Regions from separate parts of the Mus musculus genome. Here region 1 is linked to region 2. The links are chromatin contacts, called in public HiCAR-type maps. All regions are on one chromosome and are shown on one strand. Each heading gives the region's core, a stretch centred on a gene start, on an enhancer-like site or on the middle of the called end of the contact. The rest is flanking DNA. Distances are from core to core; before and after follow the strand shown.

What was found. HiCAR-type assays count read pairs that join an accessible place to other places.
Region 1: a HiCAR-type map of fibro-adipogenic progenitors shows a contact between it and region 2, with 2.0 times the contacts expected there. The contact joins two enhancer-like sites. A contact is called at or near these places in 4 of 484 Hi-C or Micro-C datasets (CD8 T cells, embryonic stem cells, liver and 1 more) and 1 of 115 datasets of contacts at active chromatin or transcription factors (fibro-adipogenic progenitors).

The regions. Positions count from the first base shown.
Region 1 is chr1:184,082,393-184,087,376 of GRCm38.p6, reverse strand. No RefSeq gene overlaps it. Among named protein-coding and RNA genes, the nearest start is that of Dusp10, 51 kb to the right of the region's middle. Within about 2 kb of position 2,321, at least 28 of the 459 cell types and tissues checked have an H3K27ac peak or open chromatin away from gene starts, as enhancers often do. A contact at or near this core is called in fibro-adipogenic progenitors, where this site is marked.
Region 2 is chr1:183,952,105-183,956,469 of GRCm38.p6, reverse strand. No RefSeq gene overlaps it. Among named protein-coding and RNA genes, the nearest start is that of Gm34130, 17 kb to the right of the region's middle. Within about 2 kb of position 1,734, at least 15 of the 459 cell types and tissues checked have an H3K27ac peak or open chromatin away from gene starts, as enhancers often do. A contact at or near this core is called in fibro-adipogenic progenitors, where this site is marked.

The DNA.
Region 1 (4,984 bases), core at 1,072-3,571, 130 kb before region 2:
TGGTGAGGCTCTGTGTGCCTCTAGACCAAGGATGCACCACTCACTGCTGTTATCATCATTTGAGGCATGGGGAACCTGAGCAACAGAAGAGTAGAGAAAATCAGCAACTTGTACCCAAGCGCCCTACTGCAAAGTAGAGGCAACAGATCTGAACCCAGGTCTTTCCCCAAAGTTGGCTGTATATACTTTCTGCTACTCTTGTTGAAACTGGAAGAGAAGGAAAACACCAAACATGCCAGGGATAAATGAGATTTGGGCTATGTTTTCAGGAATAGCACCAAATTCCTCTCTCAAAGCATCTCTCTGGGCAAGCATTTCCTTACCCATTTGGTTCAGAGGACATTGGGAAATTTGATGAGAGGTGAAGATACCATTACTGTGATGTGTTGCAGTAAATCCCCAACCCAAATAAGCCCGGGCAGTGAAAACACAACACAGTTCATATGATTACATGCTGTGCGCCTAGATTGGACAGATCTACCGCTACACTACCATCTTCCACCTCTATGAGACCCCTTAGAACCTGCGGTTTCTCCAGGCCAGGTGCTTCTGCTCTGCTTTCCTTCCACCTCCTCCTCTGTCCTCCATCATCCTCTCTCCCCTTCTATTTCTCTCCCAGAAACTTCAGCTGCATCTTCCCCTCTTTTTTTGCCCAATCACTGGCTCTAGCCTTTATTTACAAATTAAGGTGGGAAGAAGGTTTACAGGAATCAAATGCAATTAGCCCCAGGGCTATCCACAACAGTGATGAACACGCTAAAACACATGTGCAGAATTGCTCATGGGTTTGGGGGCTCAATGCAACCCTGAAGCTGTATTGTAATCTCTGTGATTCAAAACCTTCAGGGGAAGGGCCCCTGTGTTTATAGCTTCCCATGCTGCTGGTCTTCCCCTTACTTGGCCATGGACATCCTGTCTCTGGATCGGAGGGGATGAGCCTCACTCCCTAACTGCCATCTTACTAGATGTCATAACAGGAGATTTTGTCTTTTATTGGAGTCCCAGAACCATGTCATTTAAAATACATCTTAAAAGGGTGTTGGACTAGAATGAGGAGCTGGTGATTTCCATTAGCCTGATCCCTGATGACTTTGTCCCCTGTGTCCCTAGCCATTATGTGAAACTCCATTAACACCTATTTTTAGTGCTCCCTTGAAGACCCATGCCCTTGGACATCCTTTGTCAAAAATACGTCATTAAAATATTCCTGAGTCTTTTAGCACTTCCATTTCCAATAAATTTACCTCACATGTACTAAATTATACTCACGAGTAAATTTCTAATGTACAATTTTTATGAATAAAATTCTAATGTAGTTGCTCTTTTTTCGTCACAAATCCTTCTGAATTTAAAGGAGGTATTTATAAAAGTGTTATAAACTTGTTTTTTTTTAATAAAAAGCCATTAAAATACAGAGCTTACGATCCCAACTTAATTATTTTGCTTCAGTTCTAATACTTTCCTTCATCTTACTTCCAACCCTCCCTTGCAGAACAGGAAAGGACAGAAACAACTTAAAGACAAAGTTCTGTCTGCTCCCATAGCCTCAGAAAACTTACAATAGCTATTTCATTCAATCACACATAAATACATTGGCCCATGAAAGCTGACAGAGCTCCACTGAGCTAACAGTTAAATATTCCAGAATTTTGTAAGCTGACAACTGTTTTAGATGAGGTTCACTAATGGGGGAAAGATGCTCTCTTTTTACTGGATAGTAATAAAATGATGAGCAATATGACCATCAAGGAGCTGATGAGGCAGAGCACATCCTTTGGAATTATGTACTCTAACACACTGTTTGGTACTCTGTGGGGGCCCTCTCAAGAGTGTGATCAGCCTGGCTATACATTGGGCTACAACAATATAAAAATGAAGTAAGTGTTGTTGAGCGGATAAATGCTGAAGCATTGGGAAAAATCACTCCCATGAGAACTTGAAGCAGTCACCTCCAGACTAAGAAAAACAATGTGTTGCTGAAGATTTTCATATATATATGAAATATATATATATGTATATATATATATGTATATATATATATATATATACATATATATATTAAACTTTGGTTCACTTATGGATGAAGCCTCATGTTCTTTTCTTTGAGCCTTTGTCTTGGTCTCTTTGTTGATGACCAGTCACTTGAACTTCTGCCCAGTGGCCCGCCCATGAGTCAGAAGTATCTATGAGGTTGGATGAGTGTCTCATTGAGTTTCAACTTGGAGGAGTGACATTTGTCCGACTCCTAGTTCTGTATTAGTCACTTGCTACATACTTTGCTCATATGAGCTCATTAGCTCACTTCATCCTCTAAAAATGTGATGTAGGCAAATAAGACTCAGAGAAGAGCGAGATGACTTAGTAAATGATACATGGCATTCATGACTTGAGTTTCTATTATTCAAGAGAAACTCATAAGAAAAAAGTGTGGTATTTAATCTTCCAGCATGCTTCAGAGGGCACTTACCCAGAGGCAAAGCCCTGCCTATCGCAGGATGAACGTGATAATGAAGAAAAGATCATTGACTGGGGTTTTCATGCTTCTCTTTAAACTTCACATTCATCCACACTTGAGTCATGAGGAAATAATTATAATTTAATCATTTCTTAAAGTAATCATCAATCTGATATGCATGCCTGTGGAGTGCTCAGCAGCCTGATGAGCAAGACTTCGGTCTGAGTTTAGTACCAAACCTAGAGTGTTTTTTTCTGATGAATTCTTTTTCAGCCCATTTCCCCATTTACCCTCTTTCAATATTGCCAAACAGACATCTAAGTTACCGAAAGCACACCGGCCAGACGAAGGGAATGGGTGTGGGATGAGTGAGAAACTGAAGAATCTGAGGCCTAGGGTGGGAACGTAGGAAGGCAACACTAGAGACTAGAGACTCTTCAGAAGCCCACTGGGTTTTCAGCAAGTTTAACTCTTTCAATAAAAAAGAAAAGTGAGAGGGTGAAAAAGACAGGACATGAAAGAATAAAGGGTTCAGAGTCCAGCTGGTAAGAAATCATGTCTTTGAGTTCAAGAAGAAAGGAAAGAAGCAGACAAGATCTGTTTCCTACACAACCCATCCTTATCCTCCCACAAGTCCTCTCCTTATCCTTTTCAATGGGACTGGGAAAGTGGTCAGAAGTGAAGGGCTCAGAGGAACTCTACTTGCTGTAAGGCCTATAGCCCAGACACTCATGTTCAGTTCATTTTTGTATCACTTATGATTCCTAGGACGAAGTGTGGGTGGTTCTGATTCCCTGAGGACTTCCTCTGGCCTCTGTGGCTTCCCTCTAAGAAGACTGGAAGTACTGGGACTGGCATCCATCATCTGTCTACTTAAGGAACCTTGATGAACAAATGCAACAGCTCCCACCCTCACTAGGATAATTCTTTCACTTTCTACATTGGAAACAAGATCTTACTTTCCAATTTGTTTATCCATCCCTTTCCCTCCATCTTGGCCTCAGTTCTACTCTCCCTTGCCAGTTTTATTGGATCATTTCATCAGCTGCTTCTTTTAAAACCCCTACCTTGAGATCTGCTTCAGAAAAACAAAAACAAAAAACAAAACAAGACAAAGAGAAATTAAAGCTTAATTCAACTGTCACACAATGGGTTAATAAAAAAAAATTGAGACACCCTCCCCCCCGCCAGAAGACACATCTGACAGTTATCTCCCAGTGACGGCAAGGGATCAATCCAAAAGCCAATGGCAGACCTATATTTTGGTTCCCAAATCCTTAGGCATCACATGATATGTAGAGACAGGACAGATCCACATAATGTTCCTTATTTGTTTGTCTGTCTGTCTGTCTGTCTTTGGGTGCATTCATGTTTCTCGTTGAAATATAGCAAGCTAAAGGTCACAACGATGCCCAGGGATTTGGGCACGAATTATGGAGTATCGCATGCCTCTTAGATCAGTAACTTTAAAAATGTAGTATACTGTCCAAATACAATTTGGATGAGACAAGACTGTGAGTCGTGTGGCCTTGAGAGCTGGCATACCATCAGAAGCAGGAGGGCGGCAGTCATCAGCTGATGCGACCTTCCCCTTGTGATCTTTATCCTTATCCTCAGGGCTTGGTTTGGGAGGAGAAAAAAAAAAAAACAGTTCAACTTTAGCTTTGAATTACAACACTATTTGAAGCAATATTTGGAGGAAGCTGATGTCATTGCCTGACTTACTGTCATTCCAACAGCCCTGCCTCCTGTAAACTATTTTTCACATACTGATTTGGTTGTGCAAAGGGGGCTACAGTGTGATAAGAATGTTTGCAGATCCTTGGCTATTCTTGCTATTAAGAGGTAGAATCCAATTGCTTTCTCCTTGAATTTGAACTTGAGCTTGTAAATTATTTAGTAACAGGATTTTGCAGAAGTGATCTGAGACATCCGTGTTTATACGATTTTAGAAGCTTTGCAACTTTCATCTCAGTCACTTGGAAAGCAGCTACCATGAGAAAGCCCAAGCATCCTCGAGGAGAGGATCCAAGGTATTTAGTGGACAACCCTGGCTGAATTCCCAGTCAGTTAGAAAAGCACTTGCAAGGCCTTGGAAACACATTCTCCAGCCCCAACAAGCTGCCTCACTTCTGGTTCTGAGTTTATAGTTCAAGTGACCTGTCTGTTGAACACACTTGAAACAAATTCATTAACAAACCCAACAATTTGAATTCTTTTATGCCACTAGGTTTTGATATAGTTTGTTATGAAGCTACAAGTTACTAAGGTAGCAAACACAAGAGCAATGCTGATCTCTTAAAGAATGGAACAGATTAGTGACAGCGACAGGAACTGAGACAAAACGCAAAGATGGCATTCCTTACATGTTCCTCCTTTATTGCAATAATTTGTCCTACACAAAAAAAGAGATGAATTTAAGGAACAGTAGGTTTTAAAGATGTCTTTCAGTTGTTGGTTTCTGTTACAGATGTTATACCAGACATGGTTTGATTAATGGAGCCACTCAACATGGCTCTGGTAACCCAT
Region 2 (4,365 bases), core at 485-2,984:
CCTGGGTACATTAATATGATTAATAATTAATCCTCCCCTAAAGTTTCTGATTTTGCTTGGTTCCATTAATAAATTAAAAAAATATATCAGAACAATTCAAAGAAAACTTTTGGAATATAGCTGTTGAGGTTTTTGTCTTATACAGTATTCTAATGCTAAGTGTGGGAAAGACTCTACAAAGACCTGGAGTATGTGTGTAGCTCCTCTGACCCTGCCCCCAAGTTAGTTCTGATAGGTGAATACAGATGCCAACAGGCAATAGATGGACAGAAGAGACATAGATGGGGGTTTAGGTTTTCACACGCTTGGGAGAAGAGATGGGCCATGAGGAAAAGAAGGTGCAGGAGAGGGGGAAGGGTGGGTTAAGGGTCAAGAAAGTGTTACCCTGAGGGCTGCCTAATTGGAGTTAATAGCAGCCCAGATGGAACATGGTAAATAGAAGTAACTTGGGATTATCGATAGGAAAGTAGATGCTGATAGCATGGAGACTAGGTATCTGCCCAGCTCTTATGCTGATTAAGGCTTATTGTAAATATAAAGGCTATGTATGAGTGTGTCTTTCATCCAGGAACTCAATGATCAAGGTGGGTAGAAGCTCTGGGCTAGGGATTTAAATAATTTATACTCCATATAGCAATAAAATGACTTCTAATGGCATATTGCTATACCCATGTATTAAGGTGTTAGCCCTCATAGAAGCTTCTTCTTGCAGTAGACAGCAATTGACAAAGAGATGGACCACTAGACAGTGAGGGACTTTGGAACTCTCAGCCCTAAATGGGATGTCTTTATCAATCACCTCCCCCTCCCCCGCACCCCCGCTACCTCTACCCAAGGTTCAGGGATCTATATGGGAGAGGAGGTAACAAGATTATAAAAAACCAAAGATGGTGGATGAAACAGTGTCTTCAAAACCTAACAGGACACAGGCACATATGAAGTCACCAAGATCATGGTAGCATACACGGGACCTGCACAGGTTCAAACCAGATGAAATCCCAGTACTGAGGAGGAGAAATGGACACAAAGTTCCACTTGTAACCAAAAAGCTATTTGATATTGATGTACACTGGGAAAGAGAAAACCAGTGTGCTCTGATGGAGTGTCACAGGATGCTTAACCATACTGCAGGGCAGGGCCTACAACTAGGAGAATATGGCCAACACAAAATGGTGGTGTGTGTGTGTGTGTGTATTTGTTGTTTTTGTCTTACTGGCATTCTTTCAGTTTGTCTGTTTTGACTTTTGATTTTTACTTTTTTGTTGCTTTTCTTTCTCTCTATTTTTTTTAAATAGAGAGAACATAAAGTTGGGTAGGTAGAGAGGTAGGGAGAATCTTGGAAGAGTTGGGGAGAGGAAAGACTATAATAAAAAAAAACCCTATGAAAAAAATTAAATAAAAAGTTTAAAAGAAAAAAAAAGAAGACATTGGAAAATGTAGGGGGACAAAAAGACCTAAACCTTTGTTGGAGCTGTTCATGTAGGTAACTTGGTGTAATACTTGCCTAGTATGCTCAAAGCCCTGGGTTTGTTCCCAGCCCCACATAAACTGGTCATGTCAGTGCACATGTGTGATCCCAGGACTCAGTTCCAGGAAACATTACCCTCTTCCATTTATCTGTTATCTGCTCGACTGCTTATGTAAACGGTGTCTAAATGCTGTACACAGTCACCTTCCAAGAATCTACCTCATTCGTCCAAACAAGGCAGGTTTCTGAATGCGTAAGTTCTCACAGCTTTGGGATCCACGAACTATTTAGATTCATTCTGCTTTCTTGCTTATCCCTCCGTGTTGATTTCCTAATATGAACTGTTAGTTCACTGGGGCTTCTCTTTGGCTGAATCCCTTGCTCACCACAGGTCTTCATAGATGGCTTGCATAGACACCATTCTTTAATTTGGGGTTTGAACCTCTGCCATCTATCTCATGCCCCTTTCTTGTCATCAATAGTGTTGCAATAAATACAAACAATATTCGAGAGCCTTTGGCTATAGGCAAATGGCGCCAGCATTAATCAATGAGCTATTGAGTCTATGCCACATACTCTGGATACTGTGTAATTCTATTTTTCTGGCTCTAAACAGACTCCAAGACTTAGTTTAGAAATCTCCTTGCCTTTCCTAACTTAGCTCATAATGATCTCATGCAGAAATTTGGACTTCTGGGCAAAGAAAGTTGAGCAATGAGAGTTATGGGGTTGCCTCAGCCTTGATGAAATGTGAGCTGTGTGTGGTGTGACAGAATGCAGTCAGGTCTTTCTGAGAGCCATCTCTGCCCCACCATCATAAGAACTATAATGGCTGTCCCTCTGCAGTAGACTTAATGTGCATGCTAAATTTCTACAATCTGGGCTAACGAGTTGGCTCTGTTGGTCAAATGCTTTCTTTGTAAGAATGAGAATCTGAGTTTGATCCCTAGAATCTATATAATATATTTGGGTGTGATGTTAACCCAGCACTGGGGAGGCAAAAATAGGTATTTCCTGCAGCGCCTAGCCACTCAGCTTGGTGAGCTACTGGCCAGGGTAAACAAGGTGGATTGCATCTGAGAAATGATTTTCAGGGTTGACCTTGGCCTCAATATATGTGCACAAGCACCTGCATAGACAAGTCTAGAACACACAAACACACACACACACACACAGAGGAGAAACATGTATACATATGCATGTAAACACAGATACATACATGTGCATGCATACAGACAGAAACATACATGTACACACACAGAAAACATGTATACATATGTATGCACACACAGAGACATACATCTGCATGCATACACATGAAGAAACATACATGTGCATACACACAGCACTCAGGAATCAGAAGCAACGTGTTCAGAGATAGCATGCCCTGCACCCTATCACCAGCAAATATGGAACAGGTAAGAGCCAGTGTGTAGGGTGAATGACTGGGGAATCACAGCCACCCCAAGGGTCTCTGGGATTAGCGGGAGCTGAGGAGACAAAATGGCCTTAAGTGAGCAGAGAGGAGAAGGCAAGGAGCAGAAGGGCATCCACACATGAGGCGGGGACAGCACCATCTCTTCACAGGCAGCTGTGATGGCAGCTGGACTCATACGCCTCCACCTCGAGAGAATACAGTGCTGGGGAAAGTCTGCGCTGACAGAGCCTGAAAGACTGTGTTTCTCTTCAATATTAGAAAATATCCCTTTTCATTTTTTAATTAAAAATGGATTTTTTTTCATATTTTGGTGACAATTTCTCCAAATCCACACTTTTTTTCTTTTCTTGTTCTTTCTGAACAGAATACCATTGGCACAGGCACCAGGACCAACAATCAATAAATGAGACCTCATGGAACTGAAAAGCAAGACGTATCTGCTTTCATGCCATGGGGTGGTTTTGATTTAAAATATGAATCTGAGCTGACCTCACTGAGAACAAGGCTTAAAGACTGCACAGAGGGAGACCAAGTATTCCAGGTGGAAAGCAAGACAGAGTGGAGGCCCTAAGGTGAAAAGGCGCCACAGCAATGGAGGGAGAGATAACAGGGACAAGAACATGGTGCGGAGAACACATGAATCCACACACTCACAAGTCCGACCTTGCTGAGTTAGCAGTGAACTGAGTGAACCTGTACTATCCCAGCTTCAATAATGAGTCTGTACACTATGAAAGAACTTTAAACTAGTAAACTCGGTTCACACACCTAGAATGGCTTTGTCTCTAGGCCTTCTGCTGCCGTTTGACTTGATGGAGGGACTCTGGTGTACAGGCCTCTGTCAATTATACTTCCATCTATTGCCTGTTTTTCAGTTAAGCATTTCATAAAGGTCGCCACATGCCCAGTCTCTGCCCTAGAGCCCTCCTGCCTCTCTGACCTCTCTGCTTGGTATTTCCATTTCTGTCTCTTATACATCTCCTGCTACAAGTCAAGCCAGAAGCCGGCACTATCATATTCTAACACTGATAGAGAAGAAAACATTTTGAGTACATAACTACTTGTATAATAGACTCAACAACAAAAGCAAATTCTGCAGATAATTCCCCAGGACTTTTAAGTGAATATAAAAGGAGGGAAAGAATTCCTCTGGCAAACCCACATTGCCATGGCCCCATGAGACAGCAAGCTTTTCCTTGCCACTCATATCAACTCTCAGCAGTGCGCAGTCAGGAAAACTCTAGGTAGCTCCAGACCTGGAGACATGGAACAGAGGAAGGAGAGGGACCTGGGATGCCCCTTTCCCAGTGTTATGAGAATCAGCAGGTCCCATCTTTGATGGATGCTCTGGAGACTATGATAGGTAGGGCTGTCACTCCTCCAGAAAGGGGATGGTCATGCAGAGGATGTCATAGACTCTGATACTACGCCATTTCTGGTCCTCTCTACCAGAGTGCCC